Regions from separate parts of the Mus musculus genome. Here all the other regions are linked to region 2. The links are chromatin contacts, called in public HiChIP or PLAC-seq and promoter capture Hi-C maps. All regions are on one chromosome and are shown on one strand. Each heading gives the region's core, a stretch centred on a gene start, on an enhancer-like site or on the middle of the called end of the contact. The rest is flanking DNA. Distances are from core to core; before and after follow the strand shown. Region 1 overlaps Gm46970 (a long non-coding RNA gene). Region 2 holds the start of Arl6ip5 (ADP-ribosylation factor-like 6 interacting protein 5). Region 3 overlaps Gm46970 (a long non-coding RNA gene).

The links. Promoter capture Hi-C pulls out the DNA fragments that hold promoters and counts their contacts. HiChIP or PLAC-seq counts read pairs in DNA pulled down with a chosen protein or histone mark.
Region 1: a contact with region 2 is called in a promoter capture Hi-C map of liver, with 3 times the contacts expected there. The contact joins the enhancer-like site here to the promoter of Arl6ip5 in region 2. A contact is called at or near these places in 18 of 39 promoter capture datasets (the C10 cell line, the HPC-7 cell line, cranial neural crest and 11 more), 2 of 15 datasets of contacts at CTCF or cohesin (the NIH/3T3 cell line and embryonic stem cells), 8 of 484 Hi-C or Micro-C datasets (the N1E-115 cell line, bone marrow-derived macrophages, cortical neurons and 4 more), 25 of 115 datasets of contacts at active chromatin or transcription factors (the 230-238 cell line, DN3 thymocytes, astrocytes and 14 more) and 4 of 9 other capture datasets (adipose tissue, embryonic stem cells, liver and 1 more).
Region 3: a contact with region 2 is called in an H3K4me3 HiChIP or PLAC-seq map of embryonic basal ganglia, with 4 times the contacts expected there. The contact joins the enhancer-like site here to the promoter of Arl6ip5 in region 2. A contact is called at or near these places in 8 of 39 promoter capture datasets (the C10 cell line, cranial neural crest, hippocampal neurons and 3 more), 2 of 15 datasets of contacts at CTCF or cohesin (the NIH/3T3 cell line and embryonic stem cells), 6 of 484 Hi-C or Micro-C datasets (the N1E-115 cell line, bone marrow-derived macrophages, cortical neurons and 3 more), 20 of 115 datasets of contacts at active chromatin or transcription factors (the 230-238 cell line, DN3 thymocytes, astrocytes and 13 more) and 3 of 9 other capture datasets (adipose tissue, liver and pancreatic islet).

The regions. Positions count from the first base shown.
Region 1 is chr6:97,508,014-97,512,256 of GRCm38.p6, reverse strand. Gm46970 (a long non-coding RNA gene) reads right to left here. Exons shown (of 5, transcript XR_003956336.1): 1 at 1-4,243. It also overlaps a transcript of Frmd4b not described here. Among named protein-coding and RNA genes, the nearest start is that of Gm46970, 14 kb to the right of the region's middle. Within about 2 kb of position 2,721, at least 17 of the 459 cell types and tissues checked have an H3K27ac peak or open chromatin away from gene starts, as enhancers often do. A contact at or near this core is called in liver and trophoblast stem cells, where this site is marked.
Region 2 is chr6:97,207,889-97,212,444 of GRCm38.p6, reverse strand. Arl6ip5 (ADP-ribosylation factor-like 6 interacting protein 5) reads right to left here and starts at 1,653. Exons shown (of 3, transcript NM_022992.2): 1 at 1,449-1,653. The coding sequence starts at 1,624.
Region 3 is chr6:97,526,723-97,530,853 of GRCm38.p6, reverse strand. The region is part of intron 1 of Gm46970 (a long non-coding RNA gene); the gene reads right to left. It also overlaps a transcript of Frmd4b not described here. Among named protein-coding and RNA genes, the nearest start is that of Gm25852, 19 kb to the left of the region's middle. Within about 2 kb of position 1,408, at least 34 of the 459 cell types and tissues checked have an H3K27ac peak or open chromatin away from gene starts, as enhancers often do. A contact at or near this core is called in the N1E-115 cell line, cortical neurons, embryonic basal ganglia and 1 more, where this site is marked.

The DNA.
Region 1 (4,243 bases), core at 1,472-3,971, 300 kb before region 2:
CATTTAACCAAGTTAAGCTCTTTCCTACGATATACCTTAAATGATTGACGTGACTAATTTCTAAATGACGAGAGAAAGTCAACACATAAAAAGGTCTGAATCCATGAAGACCTTATTCATCTCACTCTGGTCCTTTGTGTTTCAAGAGAAACTTGGCCAGATAGATTCTCTTTGACCATTAGAAGGAGGGGTGGCCTTTAAACAAGGGACTGTCCACCCCAGGCAGGCCACATTCCACCACCCTTATCTTGTCTCTCTCTCTGCTTCTGCTTCTTCTCACTAACTTTGGGGCTATCAAGAGAACAGGGACCCTGAAAGTAGACACTGTGTCCTGTGGTGAAATGTCAGTGACAACTTCTCCAAATTCCAGGTGTCCCTTTCTTGTGATGTCAGGGATATCTAGCTCATCTTTCCTTAGTTCTGATTTGAAAGGGTTGTTTAAATATATGTTTCTAGAGTCAGCAAGTTAGCATGGGTTATGAGGCAGACAGCTGGGATCCAGGGAAACCTTGTCTGAGTCATACTGTTTTCCTCCTCTTCCTCCTCCTCTTCCTCTTCCTCCTTCTTTTCCTCCTCCTCTTCTTCCTCCTCCTCTTCTTCCTCTTCCTCTTCCTCCTCCTCCTCCTCTCCCTCCTCCTCTTCCTTTTTCTCTCCCTCTCTATGTCTCTTTTTCTCTCTCCCTTCCCATTGTCTATCAGTCTGACAGTGAGGATGACAGCAAGCACCTCTCTGGGGTGATAAGCACATCAGAGATTTAATGGATAGAAAGTGATTAGCATAACACTTGGGACACGGTCAACCCCAGTAAACATTCACTGTCACTGTCACCTTCATCTAGAGGAAAGTGCTGCCTGTCTAACTAGATCATCAAGTGTGTAATATTTCTGATATATGTCTGGCATTTGTATGAACACTCCATCACTTATTGATGAAGCTTTGGTTTAAAAACTGAAAAATTTTAAATCTTGAGTCAAGAGTTTGTTCTGATTTGGTTTATATCAAGCATGGTGTCAGCTTCTCGCCCTTTTACTCCTGGACAGTTCAAAGTCACCGCAGGAAAGTTTGCAGGCTCCATTTTGGAAGTAGAGATTTTCTCGTGCATCATATAGTTTTTAAGAAGTCACAGGACAGAAGATTTCTGATTCCCCAGGCTCCTGACAAAGAGATTCACTTTGCTGAGGGATCAGGCCTGGGGTGACTCACATCCTGTGGAATGAGAAATCAGTTTAGGAAGCCATGCTGTCTCTTCCTGTCTGCCCCAGGTATGAATGGTGTTGCTTAGACACGTTTAATTACTCAGACGCACCTCGCTCCAGGCTGAGGGCCTGTGTGCCTTTCATGAGTTGAGTCCTCTTTGTAAGAGTCTCGGGGCAGTGAAAAGTTAAACCGGTCGTGAGTTAAACTTTCTCCAAGCAAAAGCAGCCAACAGAGAATCCACAGTACAGTCAGTCACAGAAGCGTGATGGTAGCACAAATAGCTTAAGAATTAGAAGCTGCCAGGAAAAAAAAAAAAAACAAACAAAAAAAAAAACAAATAAAAAAAAAAAACAAACAAAAAGCCAGGAAATGTGGACAGCTTGTGTGGTGGCTTTGGATTTAAATTGAACTTCTGAGAGCCCTGAGCTGTCGCCACCATGTAGCACCACTGAGAGATGAATGATATGCAGCATTGCTGAGAGACAATGACAGTGTTCCCTTGTCAATCTGTCAGGGTATCTTCAGCTGTCACTGGGAGGGTGGGAGGGTGGAAGGGTGGGTCAGTCTGCAAGATTTGTGAATCCAACCTAGGCGATTCCTGGGAACCCTGGCTCCCTTTCTAGAAGGCTGATTACAGGATTCCAAACATCAGTGCTTTCCATTACAACTTAAAAGTGAGCACACAGTAGCAGCAGCAAAAACAAAAACAAAAACAAAAAAACAGTTCCTCTCCACCCTGCTCCCTTCAATGACCTTTCAAGCATTGCTCATTAAAAGAGGGTGCCTCTGAGGTGTACCTCAGTGGTAGGATATTTACCTGACATGGGTGATGTCCTGAGTTTTATTCTCAGCACTGCAAAAAGAAGACAGCACGTCTTGTGGGTAGAAATAGCATGCTGCGTTGCTTCTCCATGGTCATTTCTAGGCCCTACCTGCTTCCTTTCTCTTGGGCATGTGTTTGGTGGTCTGCTCCTAGGGGCAGCATTTTCTCAGAGGCTACTGCCTCACAGGGTGAGTACACTGGACATGCTCTGGAACTCTCAGACTCCTCCTGTGCTACACGCATTCCCACTGACTTGCACACTGCTACACACACTCATACACGCTCACATTCTCCTAGACTGCCTCGCCTTGATGCCCTCGGCTGCTCACCCACACATGCGCTCTTTGACATCAGGATGACATGGAGGTTGCCTGGTTTTCAAAGCTGTAAGAACTCCACCTCAGTTCAACCCGGTAGACAGTAAGTTGTCATCGAAGCGCTGTCGTGATGGAGGGACGTGGTCACGAACAAACATTGTACTCAGAGAAGAAGGTGGAGAGCTACCAAAAAATGGGCCTTTACCCTTCTGCTACAGAACCTGAGGACAGCAAGCCAAGGTCTATTCTGTGTCCTGGGAAATAGCATTTGTTTTCAGGAAATGTGATCGTTTTGAGGAAAGGGTGGAGTTTGGGGGGAGGGGGCACTGTCTGGAGCTTCTGGGGATTTTGAAAGTGAAGGCAACTATGGTTTACACTGACTTCAGCAGTAAGAGATAGTTATTGGCTCACGAAACTGAGTTGCTTACTTCAGACAAAGTTTGATCAAGAGGCTGACAACGGTCCCCCGATTGCCTTTGCTTTGCATTTCCTGCAGGTGATCGCTGTGACCAGATCGTCCTCCTGTATAACAGCACGAACACGGTAGTAACTTGTTCCTAAACAGGGAAGAGAGAGTAAATCGACCGGTCTCCCAGAATTCTAAGTGATAGGCCTTACATTCTCTCTGATGGATTGCCTTATGTCCGGGGCCACTGATGTGCTAACTGGTTTGTGCTATTCAAGATTCCTTCCAGAGTGAGGAGTTGAGGAGAGGGGAGACTAAGAAGGGAACATCAGGAAGGATGATGGAAGCTTCTGGCAACTAAACCACCTGATGAGACCTTCGGCTATCTAGAAGGGGACCTCATTATTGTCCTCATGTCATCTTCTCAAAGGCTGGTGACACAGCATAAACTCCCTGCTCCCTCCTCATCGCAACTTTCCATGGTACACGCAGACACGTGGGGCTTGTGTCCTCGCCTCTCTGCTTGAGTTGGCTTCCATTTTGGTGGATTCTTGTTGGAAATTTCTCGATAGCCCAGCAGATTGCCTTCCCAACGTGAGAAAAGAAGTTCAGACCTCTGCCTCCAGGGTAAAGATCAAGCCAGAATTTGCGAGTAACCTGCTTCCATCTTCCTTTTGTGGCTTCTGCCCCAATAAGAAGCGATAAGCCAAAGCCCAGTCCCTGCAGAAGCAGCTAAAGTAGTGGACTGGTGATCCCCGGGCCCTTTACTGACAGCCTGTCATTTCCCCCGGGGCTGTCCCTCCGAGTCTGCACATGCTCTTCATGAACAGTCTTAGGGAGGAGGAATTTCCCTCTGTATTTCATAGATAGCAAGGCAGAGCCTTGATGGGGGTGAAGTAATTCCCTCAGGTGATGAGGCATATGAAGACCAAAGTGGGATTTTGGCCTAGGTTTGCTAGAGCTTGTGGGTGGCACCTAAGCTTCTCACCAGCGTCTCTCTTCAGTCACACACTCACAGCACTGCTCCAGGGGTAAGAAGTCAGCCTTCCCATCTTCTGCCTTTCCTTCTTGAAGTCCTCTTCACGCGTGGCTCGGTCTTACTGCCAGAACCCCACACAGCCCCTGGCCTCCCTCTCAGAACAGCTGCCCCTGTTTATCCACCTACTCAGGCCCGCCTGTGTAGTGCCATAAACCCTGCTTCTTTGAGAATTTCATTTCCCTGTTTTACATCATTTAAAAAAAAAATCAAAACACACATTTCATTCCATCACAGCCCTGCCCTTTCTTAACTGTTCAAGTCCCCAAGTGCTGTTGATTGTATTGAATGCAGTCCCAAGTGCTGTTGATTGTATGGAATTTGATCATGGAGGCTGTTTGCTTTTCAACAAGGGCCTTGGCTTGCTCAATAGGGGGAAGTTTCACTCACATGAACAAGACAGCGCCTTCTGGAGCCCTTGGCTCTTGAGCCACTCCAGGTGAGTACAGTGTCTCCTTTGCACC
Region 2 (4,556 bases), core at 404-2,903:
GAAGTCTGTCCTCTGGGAAGAAGCAGAGTTTTGGGGGCAGGTTCAGGAACAACTGCCTCTGGCTTTCTTCCCCTGACTAATGGTTGCTCAGCTGCCCGTTTAGTCAGAGTCCGCTAGAGCCTGTGTCCTCTGCACACTACGCCATCCCCAGAGTTGGCAGTTCCTTCAGCCACACACAGCTAAGATCTCACATGGAGCCCACATTTGAGAACCGGTGACCACTCCGAACCACGCCTGGAAATGAGGAAGCTTGCCAGTCTCCTCCGTGCTGTGAGTTTGCTCCTTTTGAGGCTCAGCAAATGCCATGTGTCCCTGGGCCAGAATTCAAGTCTGATTCATCTTGGTGCGCTCAGAGCTTGGCGTGGGATCTGGTGCCCAGAGGTAGCTAAGTAAATAAGCCAGCTAACCTCAGGCCAACTTAAGACAGCGCCTTATCACGCACCCCTTCCTAAGAGCCCCGAGTGTGCATCTCTTCTCTCTCCTTTTTGGGATTGTTTTTTGTTTTTCTCCCTAGCAGCTTCTCTTTCTCTTTGGGTTTGTTCGGAAAGAGAAACCTTAGAAAAGGACTTCTTTTAGGGCAAGAGGGTGTTTTGTAAAACCTTCTATTTAAATTCGTATAAGAGATAATAAAATGGCGAATATAACCATTTATTTTGTTAAAAGGTGGAAGAAGCATTTTTAAAGGGTAACCTACAAGGAAAAACAGCTTCTCAGGAAACAGGTGCGGAAATGTGTACGTGTATGTGCGCCAGAATGTTCACGTATAACCTTACTTAGCACAGGAAACTTCTTAACCAGCATCGAAAAGGCCTTCAGAGATGTTTAAGACCCCAGGCTAAGGAGCAAAGCTAAAGCGACCGTGTCCGGCAACTTCTAGGGGAAAAGAAAATGTCAGGGGGCCTCGTTTCCAGAGTCACCTCACAGGGGAAGATGCGCCACCAGGAGACTCGCATCCGCCTGAGCGGAAGCTCAGTTCTATGTACAGTATAGACAGACATTAGCCGGAGAGGCCACTTAAACACAGCCCTGGGTCCACACCCTGTCACTCCAGGCTTTGCTAGGCAGCCCCAGGACAAGGTTACAACACCACCACATTTTTTCTTATTTTTAAAACACCCACTGTGCTACAAACATCTGACAGGCGAATATCTTCAGCACGGGGACGTGGGAGGGGGTAGTTCTCATTGTCCCAAGTTCTCAGCGTTTTCCTCACCTCTTCCCTCCCAGGGTCCCTGCTCAAGCCTCTAGAGCAAAAAGAGAAAGAAAGGGGACCTCAGAGAGCTGTGGCCTCGCCCTGAGAACAAGTTTCCACTGGGTGGGCCACTTCCCGAGACCCTTCCCTGAGGCAGGCGCTCCGTGTGGACCTAGTCTTGCATTTCGCGATCTTGTCCTCGTGGTCCCTACGTCCTGACCCTGGACAGGTGCTCCAGGCAGAAGACCCCACTTACCCAACAACCGAAATCATCATGGCAGCCACCACCAGGTAGTTGGTCTGGTAATAGAGCAGATTGCTCACTACACGGTTGTTCCATTTGGAAATGTCCCTGAAGTCCGGCCGGGCGAAACGATCAGAGCCCGGGAAGAAATCGTCCCAGGCACGGAGCGGGGCGAGGTTCACGTCCATGTTCCTCTGCTTCGCGAGCTTCGCCTTCGGAATCTGGAGGCGGCGGCAGCGACAACCAGCTGGATGAAAGATGACAGCGGGTCCTTCGGATTGGTTCTGCGGTTAAAGCACGGCAGGGCTCAGAAAATTGGCTGCGGGCGGGTGTGTTGGTCTGTCTGTGATTGGCTGGAAGTGGTTAGTGACTCAGAGCAGTGGGCTTTATCCAATGTTAGGACAAAAAGTAACTAGCGGAAATCCCCTACCTAAACTAAAGGTGGTGTCAGTTCTCTCTGGCAGTTTAAATACAAACCATCTCTTTTTAAACACATCGCTTGTGTGTGTTCTTTGCCCTGAAGGGAGAAAAAAAAAAAAAAAAAAAAAAAAAAAAAAAAAAAAAAAGCAGCTGTTCAGCTGTCAATATAAGTGGAATGGAATGGAAGCCGGCCTCAGTGTCACTGAAGTCCGGTATTGCTAATCTCCCCACATATGCGTGCAATTTTCATGAGTCACTTTGTGTGAAATCACACTAGAAAAAAAAAAAATGGGAGCAAGGGTTTGACTGAAGTGAACTGAAATAAAGTGATTGCCAGCTCGCCTTTTTCTTCGCCCTTCATTTCTGCTGTCCTGTGGCAAAATTACTGAACCGTTGTGCCATCGTTATAGATAGAAGATAGATAGAAGCGGATGACTTCACTTCTTCCTGAGCGAGCTCTTAGCAGCTTCAAAGCAGACAGCTGCTGGAGGTGCTCTGTGTTCCTGGGCAGAAACATGGCTTCCCAGGCCAGAAAGGTTTCTTAGTTTTATTCCAATATTAAACAAATAACATTTACCTAAGAAAACAACTTCTACAAGACCACCAAGCTACACAACCATAACACATACACAGAGAACCTAGCACAGACACACGTAGGCCCTGTGCTAGCCGCTTCAGTTTCTGTGAGCGCCTATGAGCCCTGCTTAGTTGATGCTGTGGGTTGTTTTCTTGTGGTGTCCAGGATCCCCCTGACTCCTAGGCTTCTAAGATGGCAGTGCCTAAGGTAACAGTGTTTCTAAATTTGCAACTGTTAATTTTTAACCAAACTCAAAGTGCTCTACTAAGACCACCAACTTACCCTAAAACAAAGAGTAGTAAAATATACTTGAGGCGAAGTCAGACTTAGTTGTTTAGCTGATTAGAAAGGCAGTTGAGGAAATCATTGGGGGCTTTATGAAAATGTCTTCTGCCACTGGTGTTTAGGATAGCCTGGCAATGGACTCCAGCAATTTACTTTGGAGAAAAGTAGTTCCTAAAAAATCAAAACAAAACTAATTTATTGTGAATGAATGTCTTGCCTGCATTGTGTATGTGCTGTACCCGCATGCTTTGTGCCTGCTGAGGTCAGAAGAGGGTGCCAGAGCTCTTGGAACTGGAGTTACAGATGATTCTAAGCTGCCACGTGGGAACTGGGACTTGAATCTGGGTCCTCTGAAAGGACAGCAAATGCTCTTAACCTCTGAGTCATCTCTCCAGGCCAGTGGAGGAATGTCTTAACTTCCCCCAGCCTTCCTTGATTCTTAGGTAAACCGGGGTTAGTAGAAAATCTGCCACAGAGGCTAAATGAGGGATGTTTGGGAAGTGTTTAGTATATGCAGCATTTACAGATTTTACTGTTATCAGTAATAATACAAACTGGCATGGTGAGGCAGACCTATTCCGGAGACCAAGACAGGAGAATTTTAAGTTCAGGGCTTGTAGGGATTACAAAGTGAGTTCAAGGCCAGCCGGAGCAAGTTGGTAAGATTGTGGCTCAACATAAAAAGCGAGAAGAGTGCTAGAAATAGAGTTCAGTGATCAAACTTGCCTAGCATGGAGCAGCATTGGTCCTGTGTGCAGACCCCATTATTACAAAAACAAACAAACAAACAAACAAACAAACAAACCAAATAGCTAGCAGAGTCCTTAATTTTTCTGGTTGATGTTTACAGTGTTTTAACCTGTTTTCTATACTTTTAAAATAAACACCTGCTGCTGTTGATCTCAGGTCCTGTTGTCATTGATCATTGTGGTTGCCTCTGAATAGATAAAATGGGAGAAAAATGTTGAGACTGCTTAGTACCCTGCTAGCAGGTATTCTAAGGCCTTCCTAATGCTGGTAAGGCACAGTGGGGAGTCACAAAGGGGAAATGCTTGCCTTGCTCTGTCTTCTAAGGGCCTACAGTGCAGGAAATACTCAACTCTGAGACCTTGAGGTGAGTGCTAAATAGAGCCTTGCCAGGCCTCTATTCAGTTACAGGAAATCAGAGGGCGTGGAGGAATTCCCGAAGCTTAAGGCATCAGTGTGGGTAAATAAGCCTTGGTGGGGAGAGAACACAGAGCCCAGCGCCTGTTAGAGAAATCTGTGAGCATTGACAACTTCAGTGAACTTTCTCCTTCCAACTTCTCAGAACTGCAGGAATAAAGGCTGTCAGAATGAAATAGTAGCGTGCTTATTCCTCCATCACAGGCAATCCATACTCAACACACATTAGCTGGCTATATATTTTTATTTATTTGATTAAACCTCCAAAGACAGCGCAACACAGCGGTGCAAGCAAGTTTCTATCCCCCAGCTCCTTGGCAGATAGAGGCAGGAGGATTGCAAATTCAGAACTGTTTGGATAACTTAGTGAGACTCTGTTTCAAAACAAAAAGAAAATGGGTATGGATATAGCTCCAGGGTAGGTTTTTTTCTAGTATGCACCGAGCTGTAGGTTCATCCCTCATTACTACAAATAAAAAGGGAGAAGAATCCAAAGAGGACTGTGTTTGTCATTGTTTTGTTTTGTTTTCTCTTCATAGGTTGAGCCCCTTCCCTCTCTCTGAAAATGGTGAGTGTGCTCTGTCTCTGGTTGGACTATGGTAGGTTTCTGTTTGATCAGTTTTATTTGTTGTTGTTTTTTTTTTTTTTTTTCCCTCTACATTCCTCTACCTTTT
Region 3 (4,131 bases), core at 159-2,658, 320 kb before region 2:
ATGGCTTATGTCAGCACTACAAGGCTTGGCTGTTCAAGGGGCTTTTGTTGCCTGGTAGATACATGAAAAGGTGTGGCACAAGATGTAATGAAATAGGAGGTGTGTACATCTTTTGAAGATGACTATGTAACCTTTTGCACGATCCTTCTCTTGATGGCCCTCATTTATTTTATCTGCAAAGTGGAGCTTTAGTCTAGAATACATCTCTAGCATACATTTTTCTGAAACCAATGGTTTACCCCAAAATCACGAGGGCCAAGAGAATGGACCAAGTCCTCATTCTCATTTTTGTATTGCACAAATCCTCCTCCCATGACCACCCTCCCCAAACACCAGTTCTCACAGTTTAAATCAAATCCTATTGGCTTTGCTTCTTTGCTGAGACAAGGTTTCATATAGAGTCAGACTAGCCTAGAACTTGCAACATAGCCTAGGCTGTCCGTGAGCTCCTGGCAATCCCCCTGCCTCATCTTTCTGAGTACTGGGATTGCAAGTTGGAACCACCATGGCCAGCTTTTGGCACTTTGATGTTTATTTAAAAACAGCTTACATAAAAGGAGCTTCTATCAGCTTTTGGGAGATTAAAGTAAATGAACTTGTTTCCTGAAACCACTTGGGATTTTCTTCTAAAAGGTTTCTGGAAAATATTGCACGGAACTTCCAATCTGCACTATATTTTATTTGTAACTGATTTCCTAAAATATCGAGTTTCTGTCATGGTTTGGGTATGAAGTGTCTCCCAGATGGCTCAGGTGTTAAAGCGCCCCAATGATGGACTCTGGCTTATCAATGGATCAGTACATTAGTGAATGATGCAAAAATGTGTTGTTCTTACTGGAAGGTGGGACAGATATTTGAAGTCGGGGCCAAGCTGGAAAGTCATGAGGGTGGGTCCTTAACAGCCTTGTCCCTGCCCCCTCTCCCCTTCACTCCCTCTGTCCTCCCTGTGACAGCAGCCCCCTGTTCCACATGTTCTTACCACCATGATATTTTATTCTACTTCATAGTAATGGAGGAAGCCAGCCAGGGGGTACACCTCTAAAACCATAAATGAGAGAACGATTTCGTATCTTTGTCATTGCATGAGAAACTGACTGGCATGGTTTCTGCATGGGAAGACTGACTTATTCTGTGGCGTCTATGAGCAGCGCAGGGCAAAGGTGCTTGTAGGGATTCGAGTTGAGTTCCTTCTGCCTTCTGCACCAACTGGACTTTCAGGCCTGCATGGGGGGGGGGGTGACGGGCTATAGAGGAGCAAGTGGGTGGGAAGCTGCCAAGGGGAGGGTGTGACAGGAGCCTCATTCATCCACACAATGAAACAATGAAAGGCACATCTGCTATGTCTGCCCTCCTAGTCCAGAGTTTACCCTCTGCTGTGTGAAGCAGTTTGGCCAAACAATTGGCAAGGGGGAGGCGTGCTTACTGAATGAAGCAGAGCCTCCAGGGAAAAGCCGTGTCTTTTATAGGGAGTATGATAGATACGTCCAAATGCTCTCAAGGCACAATGCCCACGCTAACGGTTAGTTCATCAGCACCCACAGCCAGCTTCATCCTTACCATACAGTCAATATCTATTCAAAGCCCAGACTCAAAGCTGCCACGATGCTTTCTATAATCCTGAGATTCGAGTCTAAGATGCTATCATCCCACGTTCTCGCTCCTACCCCAACAGCCCTGATGGTATTGTAGGTAACTTGCTGCACTTCAGAATCTCCCCCTACAGAGCCCAGCCTGACGCCAGATGTCCAGGGGTCATATGATGATTCCTGAAAGGTCAAGTCAGCGTTTGCCTCTTCGGTTGTTAAGGAGAACAGTCCACTGTCATTGGTGTTTTGAGAGAGCTCTTGCTCTAAATATCTAATTGTCTGAATCTCGAAACCTGTGATTAATCTGTAGCCAGCCAGGGGAAAATTAGAAATAAACTGGAATTGTCAGTGACTTGAGGCTGACGGTCCTTCTAACCGCTGCCGAAGTGACCGAGCCTCTTTTCTCTGTGTTCCAGGCTTAGAGAAGAAACCCAGGAGAAATAATGTGGGGAAGCAAAAGATGACATTGGCACAGGCCGGACCAAGCATCCTTCCTGTGAGAACAGACTGAGGGCGAGAGAGAAGCCATTCGGCAAAGGTAAGCACCCAGTTCTGTGACTACCAAAACCTCGCATGAGCCGTGAGCCCACTCTGAGGTGTCCACGGGGAGGGAGTAGAAAGCACGTTACCACGACCTTCCAACCATCTGCATTGCCGCTGATGAAGATGAAAGAACACACTTATTCTTCCACGTTGAAATAAAAGTGAAATGGCCCAAAGGTGACAGGATACTTCCATTCTATAGGGGTTCTCTTCCTAAAGAAAAATAAATAAATAAACTAAAAAGAAAAGAAAAAGGAAAAAGATTTAAAAGTAGCACCTGTTCTGTGCTTTAGATGAGTTGCCTATGTGTTGCTCAAATTTTGTACAAGCATTCTACTTGTGAATTTCTTTTCTTTAAAAAAAAAATCTTTGTGTATATATAGGGAGTTTTGCCTGTATGCATGTCTGCGCACCTAGTGCATACCTGGTGCCCACAGAGGCCAGAAGAGAACTTGAGAGTCCTTGGGACTGGAGTTCCCTGGGATAGTTGTGAACTACCATGTGGGTGCTGGAAGTCAAACCCAGGTCTCCCGGAAGGGCAAGTGGTAGTGTGTGGCATGGGCATCTCTCTAGCCCCAATTTATTTATTTATTTATTTATTTATTTATTTATTCATTCATTCATTCATTCATTCATTCATTTCACAGTTGCCCCAATTTATCTATCTATCTATCTATCTATCCATCTATCTAATTCACAGTTAAACATGTAACTAGCTTAGGCCTAATGAACAGGCGAACAAAGTTAATGATTGAGATTTAGTGATTTTGTTTGTTCTTTGACAATTTCATAGGTGTGTACAATGTAGCTTGATCATATCAGACCCTTTCCCTTCTTTCTCTTTTTTTAAATCTGATCTCCCCAACACTGCCCCTTTCAACACTAATGTCCTCTTGTTCTTTTTAAATAACTCGCTGAGTCCAACTACTGCCGTCCATATGTGCACAGGCGTGGGGCCATCCACCAGTGCCCTGGTTCTGAGCCTTCCGAATGCTTTAATACAGTGCTTCATGGCACGGTGACCTTCAAACATAAAATTTTGGTGGCAACTTCATAACTACAATGCTGCTAGTCTTATGAATTGTAATGTAAATATCTCTGTTTTCTGATGGTCTTTGGCGACCCCTCAAAGCAGTCATGAGCCACAGATTGAGAACTGCCTCACTAAGAGACAGTCAACCTTCCAGAGGCTACGCCCCTGAAGGAAATGGACTCTTCCTTCCCCGGCAGCCAGCACCTGCAGGAAGCTCCTCGTCTAGGACTGGGTATCAGGAGCCTGTCCTCACTTCATGCCTGGAATTTTGACTGGCTTGTAACCCTGACTCATAGTCTTTCTGTCCCCTTTTCCACCATTCTTCCCCTTTGCCTTGGGGAAGGGGTAGCCTTGGGGTAGGGTAAGATTAATAGAAACAGACTATTCGGGGCTTGAACCCTGAACAACCACTTAATTCTCAGCTCTCTGACCAGCTGTGGATGGGATATCGCAGGGAAGTCTAAATGCCCACTGGGTTTGATATCCAAACTCTTCTCACAGAATCGATATTAAGGACTGTGGGTAGCTCCATATCAGGAGTCACTGGGAGAAAGGCAGAGCTGGTCTTCAGGAGGGAAGTGGCTCTGTAGCTGCCAACCACCTGGCCACTGTGCTTCACTAACCCTGACTCGGAAGCAGGAAGCAGGAAGCAGGAAGCATCGTAGGCTACGTGAACCCTTCATTCAGGTGTTCCTACTTCTAGGCTTTATCTGGAGAACTAGAAGGAAGGCCCGGAAGGAATTCGGCTTTCAGCAGCACAGCTTCTAACCTGAGGCCGACAAGCACTTTGTTTCAAGCTGGAAGAAGAGTCTTTAACATTTCATTTAATTTGATTACTAATTAACATAGTTTTAAAATTTAGCGTTCTCCTTAACTACAGTCATGATGGCAAACAACGGAAGGCTGCTTACCAAAAACCACAGGTTTGCAGCGGCTTTGGCAGGGAGCTTGGTAGAGGAAAGCTACATC